2 separate regions of the Sus scrofa genome follow, and region 2 is linked to region 1. A link is a contact called in public Hi-C data. All regions are on one chromosome and are shown on one strand. Each heading gives the region's core, a stretch centred on a gene start, on an enhancer-like site or on the middle of the called end of the contact. The rest is flanking DNA. Distances are from core to core; before and after follow the strand shown.

Evidence for each region. Hi-C and Micro-C count contacts between places; a contact is called where the count stands out from the background.
Region 2: a Hi-C map of liver shows a contact between it and region 1, with 1.9 times the contacts expected there. The contact joins two enhancer-like sites. A contact is called at or near these places in 1 of 5 promoter capture datasets (liver), 6 of 47 Hi-C or Micro-C datasets (alveolar macrophages, blood, embryonic fibroblasts and 2 more) and 1 of 2 datasets of contacts at active chromatin or transcription factors (skeletal muscle).

The regions. Positions count from the first base shown.
Region 1 is chr2:129,915,617-129,923,365 of Sscrofa11.1, reverse strand. MARCH3 (membrane associated ring-CH-type finger 3) reads left to right here. Exons shown (of 5, transcript NM_001244831.1): 2 at 4,967-5,210. The coding sequence starts at 5,023. Among named protein-coding and RNA genes, the nearest start is that of MARCH3, 110 kb to the left of the region's middle. Within about 2 kb of position 2,610, at least 25 of the 83 cell types and tissues checked have an H3K27ac peak or open chromatin away from gene starts, as enhancers often do. A contact at or near this core is called in liver and skeletal muscle, where this site is marked.
Region 2 is chr2:130,167,040-130,174,788 of Sscrofa11.1, reverse strand. No RefSeq gene overlaps it. Among named protein-coding and RNA genes, the nearest start is that of MEGF10, 55 kb to the left of the region's middle. Within about 2 kb of position 3,033, at least 57 of the 83 cell types and tissues checked have an H3K27ac peak or open chromatin away from gene starts, as enhancers often do. A contact at or near this core is called in liver and skeletal muscle, where this site is marked.

The sequences.
Region 1 (7,749 bases), core at 1,361-3,860:
CAAAAAATAAAATAAAATAAAATAAAATTTCTGGAATTGGCATTAGGGTTGAATTTGGAGGTCCAATCTTGCTCTAGACTGCCCCTCCAAGCTTGGGCCTGCTCAGACCCCTGCCCACCAGGGTTAGTGTAGGCACAGACACATACACACACAGACACACACACACACACACACACACACACACCCTTATATTCTTGTCTTCACCTTTAAATACTGTGGGTAATTTTTATACCCAAATCGAGATGCCAACATTCCAGGTGCCTCCCCAGAATAGCCTTCTCATCCTACATCTGAGAGATTAAAACTGACTTGGCACTGAAAATACAGTTCTGATAGAAGCAGGCCTGAAAAGGCAGTAGGGAGTGGCTTGTGTTTTATTTTCCAGGGTATTTATCAGGCGATCAATTCGCTAAGATAATGGTAGCTGTTTTAACGAATAGACCCCACTATCTCAAACATAATAGCAGATTTTCATCATGTATCTTTACGAAACATTTTCATAGAAAAGGACAACCTGTGTGGGGATATGGAGATGGCAGGTCTCAGGAGAGGGAGGAGAAGTGGGGTGCGAGGAAGACTCCCTTTGTGCTCCCCACTGGGAGAGATGAAGGGATGCAACTTCAGGGCTCAAGGATGATCCCAAGGGTGCAGTGGCTACTGACTGACTGGCCATGGAAGAAGACAGTTTTAGCAAACGGAGAGGAGACAGCAGCCTGGGCCAGAAAAAGAACAAAAAATAAGGTTAACGTCGTCATAAAAGGTACATGTGCATGGCTCATTCCAGCTTACAGAGCGTGTTCACATGGATCATCTTATTTTAAGCCTCACAAGCAGCCAGATGAAGTGGCGCAGGAAGTCGTCATACCCTAATTTCAAATATGCAAGACATCTGAGCGAAGTCTGAGCGACCGTGTGGCTTCCCCTGGTGAGGGGTGAGGCAGGGCCTAGGCTTGGGTGTCCTTGCTCTAAGAACAGCGCTTTTCCCGAAAGATCCTTATGGAGATTCCGGGGGCTGCACAGGTGAGCAGGGCTCGCCTCCTTGCCTTCCACACGTCCTGCCCACGCATCTTCCCGAGGTCCGCTGTGTTCCCACGGACATCGCTTACCCACGCAGCCACGGTTAGCCGCAGACTGTTGGGTCCTTGCTTTTGGGAGACTGTCCTCTGTCCTTTAAAGGGGTCACCGTTTCACAGACAGCCCTGCTTCTCTTAACAATCGTCTAATCGGGCTTTCATTTCCGTAGCCACGCCCCCCTGTTTTATTTGTGTCCCTCGCGTCCACCTATTCGCAGTCCTCCCACTGAGTGCAGCTGAGTGTGGCCAGTGCCAAATCATGTGTTATTCTCAGCCCGAGGAGTTATATAAGTGTCAAGCCTGGCCAACAGAGGACCTCTCCCATCAGTGAAATTTGAGCTTTCAAGCCTGCACGGACCCCACCCCCTCCCAGCAACGGTGTTTTTGTCCTCAGAAATCCCAGAGAGCAGAATTCTTGGGTGGACTTCCTAGGAGCGGGGGATACGAAAGCCGTGCGTGAGATTTTGCAGAGAGGTCAGTGGGAGACCAGGGCTGGGCTCCAAATCCACAGCTCAGCTCTTTCTAGCATCCACAGCAACAGCCTGCTGTTTTCCCAGGTGGCCCTGGAAGAGACAAGGGAATGCAGTGGGCCATTTGTCACTGCCCCAGGTGCAACATATATGCGTGCCAGTCAGTGCCCATGGCCCGTGAGGCCCATTCCTGTCCCCTCTGCCTGGATCTCAGCCTCTGGGCTTCCTTTTTTTTTTATTTAATTTTTTTTATTTCCCCAATACATTATTAGTTTTTTCCCTACTGTACAGCATGTGACCCAGTTACACATACATGTATACATTCTTTTTTCTCACATTATCATGAGCTCCTTCTCTCCTTATCACCCAATTAGATTCACTCACCTGGAGCTAGAACCAACTCAGCCCTCCCTCAACCGCGGTCCAGGTGCCCATCCTCTGTGCAATCCCTCCCACCCCATTTTCAGCTCAAGATATGGTCTCTGGGGAGTGTGAGGGCTCATACCTGCCATGCCAGCCTTAGTATCCGGGGGCTGTTGGGGTGCTTGGTGGCCAGTGGCTTGGCCGATGTGTTCTTCAGTGAGCACGGGACTCGTGTATCATTTCAATCAGGTCCAAGTTTGGGTTCAGGATTCCGCAGGGATGGCTCAGGGGAGAGCGCCAGGGCTTGCTTGGAGGAGAAGGTAGAGGAGCCTGTTGTTTCTTTATGCCCAACTCAGTGCCCGGCACCCTTTGTGAGTGGAATAAACTGCGATCAGCTGGCAGATAACATCCCTTTCGCCTTTGAGAAGGGAAGTGAAGTGTATCATCTAGAAGTGAAATTACAGATCCAAAATAAGCTTAATGGAAACGGTACTTCCAGAACTCTTTTCAGGGCATTTTGTTCCAGATTCAGGTCCTACATTGAGCACTACTTCCTTTGGTGAGGACGACAGTGAGGTTATCAGTGAATGAACCTGGGGAGCTTAGGTGCCTGAGTGGCAGCCCCCTCGCTAAGATCAGCCTCGCTGCTGATGAGCCTGACCTCCTTTTCTCACTCCGCATCCCTCTCCGCCTCCTTCCAGCTCCCTCAGGCAGAGAGAGGGGATGCTTGGCCCTCTGAGCTGGAGTTAGGCAAAACCCGAAAATAGACTCTCGGAGTGCCCCGAGAAATAATGATCCTGTGTGGCAAGAAGGTCACTGTGTCTGCTTTTCCTGCCAGCACACCCCTGGCTCTGAATCTATAGCTGCCTTGTGAAGCAAGAGAGCTGTGCCAGGAAGTCCCACTTTGTGACTGTGAGGCATTATGAGAATTTAAAATCATGTCAGTAGGCTTTTATGAGGGCGGGCCAGGGAAGAGGGGTTAGACATAGTGTTCAAAGCCGGCCTGGGATCATCCTTTTTGGTCTGGGGCCTGAGAACTACCATAACTCAGTGTAGGAGAAGGAAAAAAAAAAAAAAGAAGAAAAAAAAAAAAAGCTATCTGACCCCAGCTACAAATCAACTCCACCCTGCCCACCCTGCCAAAAATGAAAAGTTTTAGCATCCGCCCAAAAAGTTTGCTGTGGTTATTCACGTGGTGGGGTTTTGATTTTTATTGTTGTCTGTGTGCTTTTTCTATACTTTCTGTAACATAGACTTCTTGCTTTCATAATGTGGGTAAAAAAAAAAAAAAAAGCAACAGATTGTGTATAACAAGCAGAACTATACTAGCTAATCATCTCACTGGGATGCTTGGTACTTGGGGGCTGAGAAGCCCCCCGGAGTCATGACAGTGACATGGAAGGCGCAGCCCTGTCCCCGCCCCACCTCAGGCCTCAGACCAGGACTGGTGTCCGGAGCCCTCTCCCCCACTGCCAGCTTCCAAAGGGCTCCTGGGAGAGGCCAGACGGCAGACCCAGAGATGATGAGAGGCAGCCAAGGAGGACAGGAGAGGGAGCCGCTGGAGGGAGGCCAGCCAGACACCTCAGCTGGAAGGAGAGGATTCTGTTCCCATCCAAGTGTGGCCAGTGGTCAGGCTTGCAGGGTATGTGCTTGGCAGCAGGGACAGTGTCAGCTCGAGTTCATCTGGAAACCCCTTGAGAACATGCAGCTGATGCACACTGTTTGGAAGCTGGGAAGATCCTGATTTCCAGACCTATGGGAGTTGAGTGAAATGTAATCAACACAGACAGAGATCTGGGAGAAAAATCACGCCTTGAGAAATTCCAAGAATCCTCTTAGGGTTGGGAGGCAGATTTGTTTAGACTTGGGGCCTTAACCACCCAGACTGACGGGAACCCAGTCTGTCCACCAGTCCTGCAGAGCCAGGCTCAGGAGCTTGAGCTGAGCAGCCTGGGCCGAGACGACCTGTATGGACCGTGAAACTGTCAGCTCACCTTTTACACATAAAGAATTCCTCCTATGAGTTTCTCTTAAGTCCTCTAGATCTTACACATCACGCAGAACTATCACTGGATGCAGAAAGTTTCCTCACTCCACTGGGTCTGAGTGCTTTGAACGTGAGGTCAAGTTCAAGCCACACCACACAGATCGGGAACACAATTTCTTGTAGTCTGTATGATAGACCGTGTCAGGGAGGTAAGGCCCTTATTAGGAATGGATTATTCTTAATAGGTAGAGACACCTCATTCATCAGTTTCTTGCATTTGCCTGTGTGTCCCCCTATGATGAGACAGTGTCCCTAGATTTGAAGTGGCACACGAAAAGCAAAAAATATTAATGTATTTATTGTAATGTCTATTTATCTCCCTATATATATCTACAAATATGTATATAAAAGTTCATCAAACTCATCATTTCATAACTTAAGGCTAAAATGGGTTACATTTTTAAAAGAAACTAATTTTCAAGACACAGGAAGTAGATAATTGCACTGCAGAACACAAGATCTGGGAAAAGAAAGGTGGTGCATTAATTGAGTGATCCATGTTTGGCAAATATTGCTTGAAAAGGTGCTACTTGGCCAAATCAGGGGGTTTCTTTCTTCCTTCTTTTTTCCTTTCTCTCTCTCTTTTTAATCCTAGCATCTCAGAATGAAGCTGCGTGGAGAATAAATTGCTTACAAGAATAAACAGTTGCGAACGGTTTTAATAATGATGCTGGTAACTTTGAGAAAGTGTCAACAAAGACTTATTGCCTCTCTGGCACGGAGCGGGAGAACTGCTTCTCTCCTCTTCAGATCTGGCTCACAGATCTGGTTCCCTCCCTTCTCTGATCCTAAGTTTGCCTACACCGCCATGCTCTCTGTCTTGTTCACAACCACGTCCACTGTTCCTTGTGGGCTGTGTGTGCCCGCGCGTATCAAATGGTAACAAGATAATGGGCCACGTCGAGGCTACCCCTGCTATTTATATTAAATAATGGCAGGATGATGGTAGCCTGTAATTCTCCCTTTTCTATTAACCACCCTGCCCAAGTAAACTGTTTTCTGATCTCTCTTAGATGGAAAGCCTGTATGAATGTGGAAGCCATTAGCAGAGTAATTGCTGTCTGTTACCATGACAACCAGCCGCTGCAGTCACCTGCCCGAAGTGCTGCCAGACTGCACCAGCTCGGCTGCGCCCGTGGTGAAGACCGTGGAGGACTGTGGCAGCCTGGTGAATGGGCAGCCGCAGTATGTCATGCAAGTGTCAGCCAAGGACGGGCAGCTGCTGTCAACAGTCGTGCGGACCCTTGCCACCCAGAGGTAGTACCTCCATTAAAATCAATGCCCCTGTAATCGATCCGGAGGACTCTGTCCGATGGGCGATACTCAAGGGAATGTAATTAGTGCTCAGGTCTCTGTGTCAGGTGAGAGAAGGTGCTGGAGGGAAGGGAAAAAAAAAAAAAAAGACACACATTCTATCACTGCTGTTTCTATAGCAATGGGATAAAAGCTAAAACTCAGGTTGGAGAGTTTCCCACTTAAAGCCACACCTGCAGAGAGCCGGGCAGGGAAGGATCCCCCGAGACACAGGGTCGCTTGCTCTACATTTGTTCGGTTGACCTTACTATGGTAATTATATTCTGGGGGTCTCCAGGCGCTGGCAAAGGTAGCCCTTTGTTAGAACGAAGGAGGCACCTGAGCCAAAGGACTGGCTCTGCAGGCAAACGTTTGAAGGGACATTCAGGCGCCCATGCTGATCAGCACCCCATGATGGGATGCTGCCCAGGGCTGCTTCCTGGGGGACTCTCCTCTGGCACACCCCCACTTGGGGCCTCTTCTGTCGCCCCCTCCTTCGCTCCGCATGCACCCCAGCCGTATCCTTCATATACACTCTGTCCCGTGAGGTACCGTTGTTAAACTTCCTCAACTTATCTCCCCCGCGTGATGAACCAGAGCCAGACGGAAGGCTCTGAGCAGCCCAGGGACAGCTTCGCCAGGCAGCACTTTGTCCCTGGAGGTCTTCTCGGGGCTCCTGCCGCCCACTGGCAGGTGAGAACCACAGGCCACCCAGCCAGTAGGTGCTCCTCGGCTCCCCCAGCTCACTTTCAGAACGGGGGAAGTAAGCTTAGGAGTGTAAGATGTATTTCAATACTGCACTTGCCTGCTGGTTTCAGCCCTGACACTCCTGGCCCTGAAAGTTGGGGTTCTATCCCTCAGACCTAGACTGCTTACCTTGGTCTGAACAATTCAGCTACCTGCTCTGGTGCAGATACAGGCGCACCAATCCATACTCTGTGGCCCACCCCTCCCCTGGGATGTGATGGCCATCAGACGTGGACTCACACACCCACGAGGGCTGTACACACTGTCCACGTGCCTTCCGCTTTCCATCTGTGTGACTATCGCAAAGGGAAGAAAGAGGGGGAAAGCCTATATATTTTTTTCTACCTCTGGAAGAACTTTCAACAATTGTTAAGTATTCAGACTACGATGAGGCAGTGAGGCGGGTGACCGCACGTGCCCCCTTGAGCCACCAAACACCTCACGTGATCAGGAAGAAAAGGCTGCAGAGCTGCACCGAGTGAGACCTGTGAGCCTGTGTGTGTGTGTGTGTGTGGCATTTTCACATGTCCTCCTACCACATAGTAATGTAAACCCGGATTTTACAGTTTCACATGCCTTTGGCTTTTGCATGACAGAGGCCAGGAATAATGAGAGAAAAATGTCAACTCTTCAAACTTTCTTTGCTCACCCCTGAGCATGAAGGGGTCTTTTGGCAAGTGGGAGGGAGCTCCTTTCCTCTTTCAATCCCCTTTTAGCATTCACTCCTTCCCAGGCTCATCCCCACAAAGGTCCTTGGGAAACAGCAGCATTTCCATGGCCATTTCTACAAAGATGGAGTTAAAGAGAGCAGTGGACATAAGCCTGGGTCACTGTCATCTTTGGGGAGCAGGAAAAGGCAGGGGAGGGTCGGTAAAGAGGCTGTTCCTTGGGTGGGCACGCACAGTGATGACATTAAAAATTGAATACTCAGGAGTTCCCTGGTGGCCTCATGGTTAAGGACTTGGTATTGTCACTGCTGGGGCTTGGGTTACTGCCATGGCTTGGGTTCAACCCTGGCCGAGGCACTTCCACATGCCACAGGTGTGGCCAAAACAAATAAAATTAAAATTTAAAAATGTGATGCTCAGTAAAGGACCTCGAGCAATATAAGAAGACCTCAATCAGAGAGGGACTGTCCTCTCCCAGGATACAGTCTCCATTGAAAAGGGAGGCCTTCTTAGTTTGAGCTTTCCGCCGGCCTCTGCCTTATGTAATGAGGGCCATGTTATTTGACTTTCCCCAGCCTGAGTTTGCCTGTAAGTGAAACAAGTTGGCATTAACTAGGCATTTACTATGTGCGGGTCCCTCTTCTATGCTTGTAATCTTTTCTCACCCTCGCAGACACCATTCAAAGAAGGCACCATGCTTTGTGCCCATTTTAGAGATGAGGAAACTAAAGTCCAGAGAGACAGTGTCACTTGCCCAAAGTCAGCCAGCTCACGAACAGCAGAGCTAAGGTTCAAGGCTGGGCAGCTGGATTCCATAGCCTGCCTCAGCCACGACACTTTGTCCCCCCAGAACGTCTAGGGGTGGTGTGCCCAAGTGAAGTCCAAGCTCTCGACTGGAGCCATCTTGGTGGGACAGGCCTTTATCCGGCTCAGCTTAGCATCCTTCACGTCTCAAAGTGAATCCTAGGAAAGCTCCAAGGGCGGCTATGGGCTCTGGCTATGGGCAGTTCCGTGCAGTGGCTCAGGGTTAGCGGCCAGTCCGTTTCCCTCCTCTCAGTCTCCCATCCCACTGAAAGGAGAAAGGAAAG
Region 2 (7,749 bases), core at 1,784-4,283, 250 kb before region 1:
GAAACAACACAACGAACAGAACACAGAGCCTGGCCTTGAGCTTCTCCAAGTCTGAGTATCATGCCGGTTCAAGGCTCACAAGTGTGAACATAACAAATTCTCGGTGAGTAAATGTTGATATTAATCCTCAGAATTTTAAAGCTGCATCCAGTTATTCATAGAAAACTTGAGCAAAATGAGTAAGATAATTTTGTTGGGAAGATAATCCCTGATACTTCAGAATATGCCTCCCATACATAGGGGGTGGGGGGGGGTGATGGGGAATGGCAGCACTTACTAGAAATATAAAATAGCAAGGAAAACTTAATTTTACTCTTCAAGAAAAACGTGCACATGAAAATATTACTACGTCTTATTTGAAATCCCTAAAAAATGCTGAGATGAAGGAACCATTGTCCAAAAGCTACACTCTCTTCTCAGGACTTGTTTCCATAGCCTTTCATTTTTTTTCTGCTGTCATTGCTGCTTTGGAATTTGCTATTATGTGTAATAAGACTCCAGCACAAATGTTTGTGGGTAAAGTGAAGAAATGTTCACTGGGGATCTTGGCACAGGCTGCGCTGGAGACTCAACGTCTGATCTCCCTTCCCACGCTCCTCTTCCTGCGCTCAGGCTTTCTTTCTCCTTCCCAATTCTCCATTCTCCTGACCCTCCTAAGAACTGGGGGCAAACTTTCCGTGTTCAGTCTCCCAAGTATGTCACACCTCCTATATATTAGGAAGCTAGTGAAGGAAGGAACACTGACCTGGAATCAAGAAGCCCAAGCTTATTTGGTCCTTTTTCTCATTCAATAAATATTTGTAAGCATCTTTTATGAATCAGGTATTGAACTAAGCCTTGGAAAACAGTGATGAACAGGACAGTAAACTCCCTGCCTTCGAGAAGCTGACATTCTGACAGAGAAAAATAGTTAACAAATATACAGATAATCAAGAAGATTAAAGATAATGATAAACATTTTAAAAGAAAGAAATGGGGTAAGTTGATAGATTGTGCCTGTAAGGGGTCCTAGGAATATGGCTGTCAGAGAAGGCTTTTTTGGTAATGAAGCAGAGATGTGATGGATGAGAAGGTACTACAGATTCCAGGAAGAACATTTCAGGCATCTCATCCTACGAAGAGAAAGGGTTCGATATGTCTAAGGCACAGAAGACCAGTGTGGCAAGAGACAGCCAGCAGGATGGAAAGGGACCCTATGTGAGTTCAATAGAAAAGATTTAGCTCACGGAGGGCCTAGTAACCATGTGAGGGGTTGAGGTTTTAATCTCAGAGCATGGGAAGAATCTGATGTGCTTTAAGCAGAGCAGTGAAAGATTCCATTTTTTAAAAGATCACTATGTCTAATGTGTGGAGAGTGGAAAGAGAAATATTAATGAGGAGGAGTTGCCATTGTGGCTCAGCGGTAATGAACCTGACTAGCATCCACGAGGATGTGAGTTCAATCCCTGGCCTCACTCAGTGGGTTAAGGATCTGGCGTTGCCATGAGCTGTGGTGTGGGTCACACATGTGGCTCAGATCCCACATTGCTGTGGCTGTGGCATAGGCCAGTAGCTACAGCTCCAATTTGACCCCTCGCCTGGGAACTTCCATATGCTGCAGGTGCAGCCCTAAAAAGATGGAAAAAAAAAAAAGTAAGAAAGAAAGAAATACTAATGAGGAGACTACTGATTAAATTTCGGAGAGAAGAAGGGAAGAATTCAATACTTTAGAGTTGGAACCTGCAGGACTTAAAGATGGATCCCATGTGTGATGTGGCGGGGGTGGGAGGAGGTCACCAAGACGGCTGCTGGACTTCTGGCTAAAAGCCTTTAGTAGACGGTAATACCCTTTACTGAGACGGGAAGGCATGCCAAGCCTGTCCTGCCCAACCCTAGGCAATTTGCTCTCTTCAACTTTGAAATGAAGGTATTGAAAGAGGTAGAGCAGACGACCTCAGACACTTCTTCAGCACTAAAATAGTATAGCAGTATTTTATCATTAGGATGTAATATGTTTTTCTTGATTCCCCTTAGGAGAATAACACAAGCTTTGGAACAGAGGCTGGGAGCTTCATAAAGCTCCCACAACGCTCCATAAAGTCATATGACTTTGGCAAAGAAATGCTCTGTGCCTCATTCTCCTCATCTGCAAAATAGCAACGTAACACTGCCCTGCTCACTGGACTGCTGGGAGGAATAACTAATACAATTACGTAAGATCCCTAGAATATAATAATGCTTAGTTAATTACACGTCCTCCTTTCCTCACAGACTCAACACTTGTTCCTTCCCTCCTTTCATCCACTTCACTCTGTAAATGTCCTGACTCACTGATTTCCCTCTTTTCTGAAGATAAACAAATTCCAACATCAGGGATTCCCAGAGCAGAACTTCACTTTGACCTTTCCCCTTGACCTCTCTGGCTTCCCATCTGGAAGTGGAGCATGGAAGGGGGAGGGCACTGCAGCCAGCTCCAAGCCTGTGGACTCCAAGTTATCAACACTAGGGTTTCAACATGCCAGTTTAACTTTGGCTTATTTGTCTGTCCCTGCCTTTTAGCTCTGACCAACTCCCTGATGAATGGGACTTTAAGAACTGGGTGAGAAAAAAATGTGATGGGAGGCTTTAGGCGGCTGGTGAGAGAGCATTCGTAGCCTGAAACCCCACCAATATGCCTTTTTGCTTCTGCTGACTGTATGACCCCTGGGGAATGAGATGAGCACACTACTAGAAGGGCTATGATGGTCTTATCTGCTGCCCACATCATGTTCTACATTACCAAAAACTAAAATTGTAACCATCATCAAAATTCACGGATGAACAATCCCCTTCATTTTTTAATTTAAATCTCTATTTTTCCCTTATCTCATTTGCCCATTTTTCCTTTTAGGAAGAAACATATAAAATCGAGTTCCCCAAGTGTCACGCAATAAATAAATAAGTAATTGATTTTAAAAAGTCGTTTTTCTAGGGTTTCTGCGGACAAAACAGAAACCAGGGTTCTGTCTGCAGTTTCTGCTGTGGCAGCTAGAGGGCAGTGCCACCCTCTCTCCCCTCCCACAGTCCAGTGCATTTCCTCCCATCCCCCTTCCAGCCTTCCAGCTAAAGGCAGGGGAAAAAGACACAATGGAGGGAAATACGCACACAGGCTGCAGGAACCGAGAGGGAAGTGACTTAAAAAGAAACAAGCAACACGAAGTTCACAGATCGCGAATATCTTGGAATTGCTTCCTCCTCGCTCACACAGCATTAGCTGCTTTCAAATCCACTAACACACCCTTCACCTTTCCTCAGCCTCTTTCTACATCCTCTCCCTACACCCAATTCTTCAAATTCTTCAAATGTGAGCTCATCTCAGCCTCACCCTGAAGTCAGTACGTTCACACACAGACTCACTCAGCACCTCCCTGAATGTGCCAGCCGGCCTCCAACTCTTTCTTCCTTTCCAGCTCAGTGCTGGCCCCGAGGGCCTATGACCCTGGCTGGGAGAGGTGACTGTACTCTTATGAGGTCCTGGTGTGTGACAATAAGCAGACCATGTGGCAGAGCCTAATTCCAGAAAGACTGGCTGCTGGAGGGCCGCCCAGCCCCACCAGCAGGGAGGGCGTAACAGGTGAGTGACCAAGTGGCTGCTGGCAGACAGTGTGGCAGCTGAATGCATGACCGTGTGAGCGCCCAAGGTGCCAGCACAGGTCACATTAGAAACAGGAGCAGCTGGTTTTTGCGGGCAGGGCCGGGCACAGAACTAGAGCAAGGGTGAGGGAAGCCACAACACCATCCTACACTCACAGAGAGGCTTTCAGCTTTCCAAAACTCAGGCACAAACACCCTGGTATATGTGACTTCATGTAAGGAGGGCATATACTACAATCCCTTCTTTATAGGTGAGAACAAAGCCCAAATGAAGGTTAAGCTGCCGGTTCCAATCAGACAGACATGCATAACACAGTTTGGCCAGAATCCACTGCTGGGGTGAGAGCTTTACCCAAAACGTCATTGACCTGTATAAAATCACATATCAGGAGCAAACTTATCAGGTGGGACAGCATCCCTGACGGGAGCAAGGGGAAGGTCCCGTTTCTCACCATGTCAAATACATTAGACCCCGACCAAGGTCCTTTAGCATATCCAGGTACTCCCTGAGAGGGATAAGGGAAGTGACCACAGCTAAGGCCCAGGAGAAAGAAAAGCTGGGAGTTCCCGTCGTGGCACTGCGGAAATGAATCCGACTAGGAACCATGAGGTTGCAGGTTCGATCCCTGGCCTCATTCAATGGATTAATGATCTGGCATTGCTGTGAGCTGTGGTGTAGGTCACAGACGCAGCTTGGATCTGGTGTTGCTATAGCTGTGGTGTAGGCCGGCAGCTATAGCTCCAACTGGACCCCTAACCTGGGAGCCTCCATATGCTGCAGGAGTGGCCCTTAAAAAAATACACAAATAAATAAAAAGAAAAGAAACGCTGACTATATGAGAGGGTTTCACCACTCTCCCCCCACAGGACCCAGGGGCAGCAACCTTTCATGAAAGACTGGACCGTTCTCCCTCCCTCCTCCTCCTAGAATGGGCAGTTCTTATCGCCAGAATATTCCAGCTACAGGCGCTCACAGTGAGTATGGTGCAGCCCCTCCACTAGAGATTTTTGCCTGCAGGAAGCTTTCTTTATTGGCAATGCCAAGATGGAATGTTTTAACAGCCTTGCCCACCTCCCCCCTATAATTTTAAGGAAAGGAAAGATCAAAAATGAAAGACATCTCAGTGGTAATCTATAATGCAGAATGAGACAGCCATGGTTTAGTTTTGCTTTTCAATGGATTCTCCTTTTCTAAAACATTTCTTACAACATATTAGTGGGAGTGAAGGTGAGGCACTGCATTTTCGGTGTTTTTATATCCACTCATAGACACTGATGCAATGTTTTGACTCCCTTTTGAATTTCTCTATGACCTAGATCAAGGTGGCTTGTTTCAGGTTCCACATCAGTAAAAATTAAATGGTAGCTTCCATCTACATCACACACGTTGTATGGGTTGGTGAAGTCACCACGATTAGACCATATTTACAGAACGGCTAAGACTACACTTGCGTAAGACGTCAATCCCTAGCTTATCTTTGGGACACTTCCTGAAACTACCTGTGAGAGTCTGTTCATTTCTCTTTCAATTCAGGATGTGTTTTCTTTTACTTAGAAATAAATAAATCATCTGAATGCAGAAAGCCAAAGTACACACTGAAGGCCATGTGAATCATGAAGTTTGTTCCCAGGTAGAGATCACATTTCTTCTTTTCCCTGAAGAAATGTTTCTCCCGAGGGTGTATCCAAGTAACCGACTACTTCCTGACCTCCTGGATGTACCACGGATTCTTATCAATGGCCCTTGAAGACTTATGCTTCAAGAGGGCACACCCAGCCCAAATGCTCACTCCCTCCCAAAGATCACAAGGCATTTATGGTAAAGACACATAGCATGAATATTCATGATGCCATTGTGTCCAGGAGGAAGAGTATCAGTGAGAAATTTGTTGTGATACAACTCTTGGCAATAAGAAAGAAGATGGGGAGTTCCCGTTGTGGCTCAGTGGTAACAAACCCAATAAGTATCCATGAAGACATGGGTTTGATCCCTGGCCCTGCTCAATGGGTTAAAGGATCCAGCATTGCCATGAGCTGTGGTGTAAGTTGCAGATGTGGCTCGGATCTGGCGTGGCCGTGGCTGTGGTGTAGACCAGCAGCTGCAGTGCTGATTCAACCCCTGGCCTGGGAACTTCCATATGTCAGGTGCAGGAAAGGAAGGGAGCAAGGTGGGGAGAGAAGAAGGAGATGGGACTGTGTTATTGGATAAACTAGAGTGAGGGAAGCTAAAATTCAGAATACATTTGGAAGAAAGCTATAGCAGAGGTGGGAGTCATTCTCTATGGCAGAGTCCTAGGAGACCATAAATGTACAGATGACAGGAAACAAGAGGAGAAATATGATGCAAAGTAGTCATCAGTGTAATTAATTAAATTACTGTTATGGAATTTCTGGTCCATGTAGCCTCTCCCATCCCACTCCCATCCCCTTGCATCAAAGCCATCAGAGACTGTGGAATATGAAACACAGAACTGCTGCCTTCTCCTCCACCCCCACATACCCTAAAGGAAAACCCTCCTCTCAGCATGTCCCACCCAAAGAGTTCACAGACAGATCCCTGGGCTCTGATGATCAGTAGAGTCACTTTTAAGAGAACAAGACCCACACAGCAGACAGAAACACATCACAGTAATTTGTAGGATTGGTCACTGATACTCAAACAACCAAAACGAAAGATTTGAGGAGGGACCCAAGGGAACTTTTGGGGTGATGAAGCTATTCTCAACCCTGATGGCAGTAACATAAGTGTAGGCATTTATCGAAACTCATCAAAGTGACCATCTTTAAAGGGTGAATTCCACTGTATATAAATCATGCTCCAGTAAACGTGAACTTTAAAAAAGAAGCACAAACCACAAAAGAAGTTTAAAGTTGTTGACATCTGACCTGGTCTGTAGCAATCCTGGAGAGTCTGTCCTGTTGTGACAGCATAGAGGAGTGGCAATGGAAAGGCTGACTCCATCACAGCAAAGGCAGGAGGCTAGCCTGGTCAAGGTCAAGCAGAAGGGAGACAAAGTCATACAGACACTGGGCATCGGGCATACCAAGGGCTCTTATTTTATTTAACTCACAACACAATGGATACAGCTGCCTATGGAGATGTCCCTCATCCCCTGGGGAGGACTGTTTGGAAGTGTCTCACACCAGCCAGGGATACCTAGATAGGTGCTTAATAAATGTGAACTAAAAGTCATGGAAACAAAAATGTAAGAGGGTTCTTATAAAAGAAAGAAAGAAACAAACAAACCACCAGGAAACAAGAAAGAGTTTCTGGAAATTTAAAGTATGGTTGCTAAAACTTTTTACATGCAATAGAAGTGCTGAAAAAAATGAAATCAAGGAAATTTACTGAAATAATCAAAACAAAAAGAAATCAAAGAAATGGAAAGTCAAAAGCACAGAAGATTAATATAATAACTCCTACACCCAGCTAATCAACTTGTCAGAAGGAGAGAATTTGTAAAAAATGCATAGGAGAAAATAATTAAAGAAACAGTATTTGATGAATGGATAAACAAAATGTGGTTTATACATACAACAGAGTATCATCCAGCAATAAAAAGGACTTAGGTATTGACATACGCTACGATGTGGGGAACTTTAAAAACATTATGCTAAAAATCACATGGCACAAAAAGCCATGATTCCATCTAGATGAAATGCCCAGAAGAGAAAAAGCCATAGAGTCAGAAAGATTATTGTTTGCCAGGGGCTGAAGGAAATGAGGAATGGGAAGTGACTGATAATGACCTTGGAGTTTTTGGGGGGATAATGTACATGTTCTGAAACTAGACAGTGGTTATGGTTGCACAACTCTGTGAATATACAAAAAAAATCACTTAATGATATGCATCAAAAAGGTGAACTGTATACCATGTGAATTATATGTTAATTCTAAAAAAAGAAATAGTAGGAAAAGTTCCCGGAACACACACACACACAAAATAACACAAAAAACAACAACAAAGACTTAGGATTGAGTATTAAACAGAGTAAATATATAGATAATTATTTCCAAATCCATCCCTATGTAACTGAACACCAAAGAAAAGGAAAAAAAAGGAGCTAAAAAAAGCATCAAGAAAAAGTTATTTACAGGAAAACTAAAATAAAATTGCATCAACTTGGAATGGATTT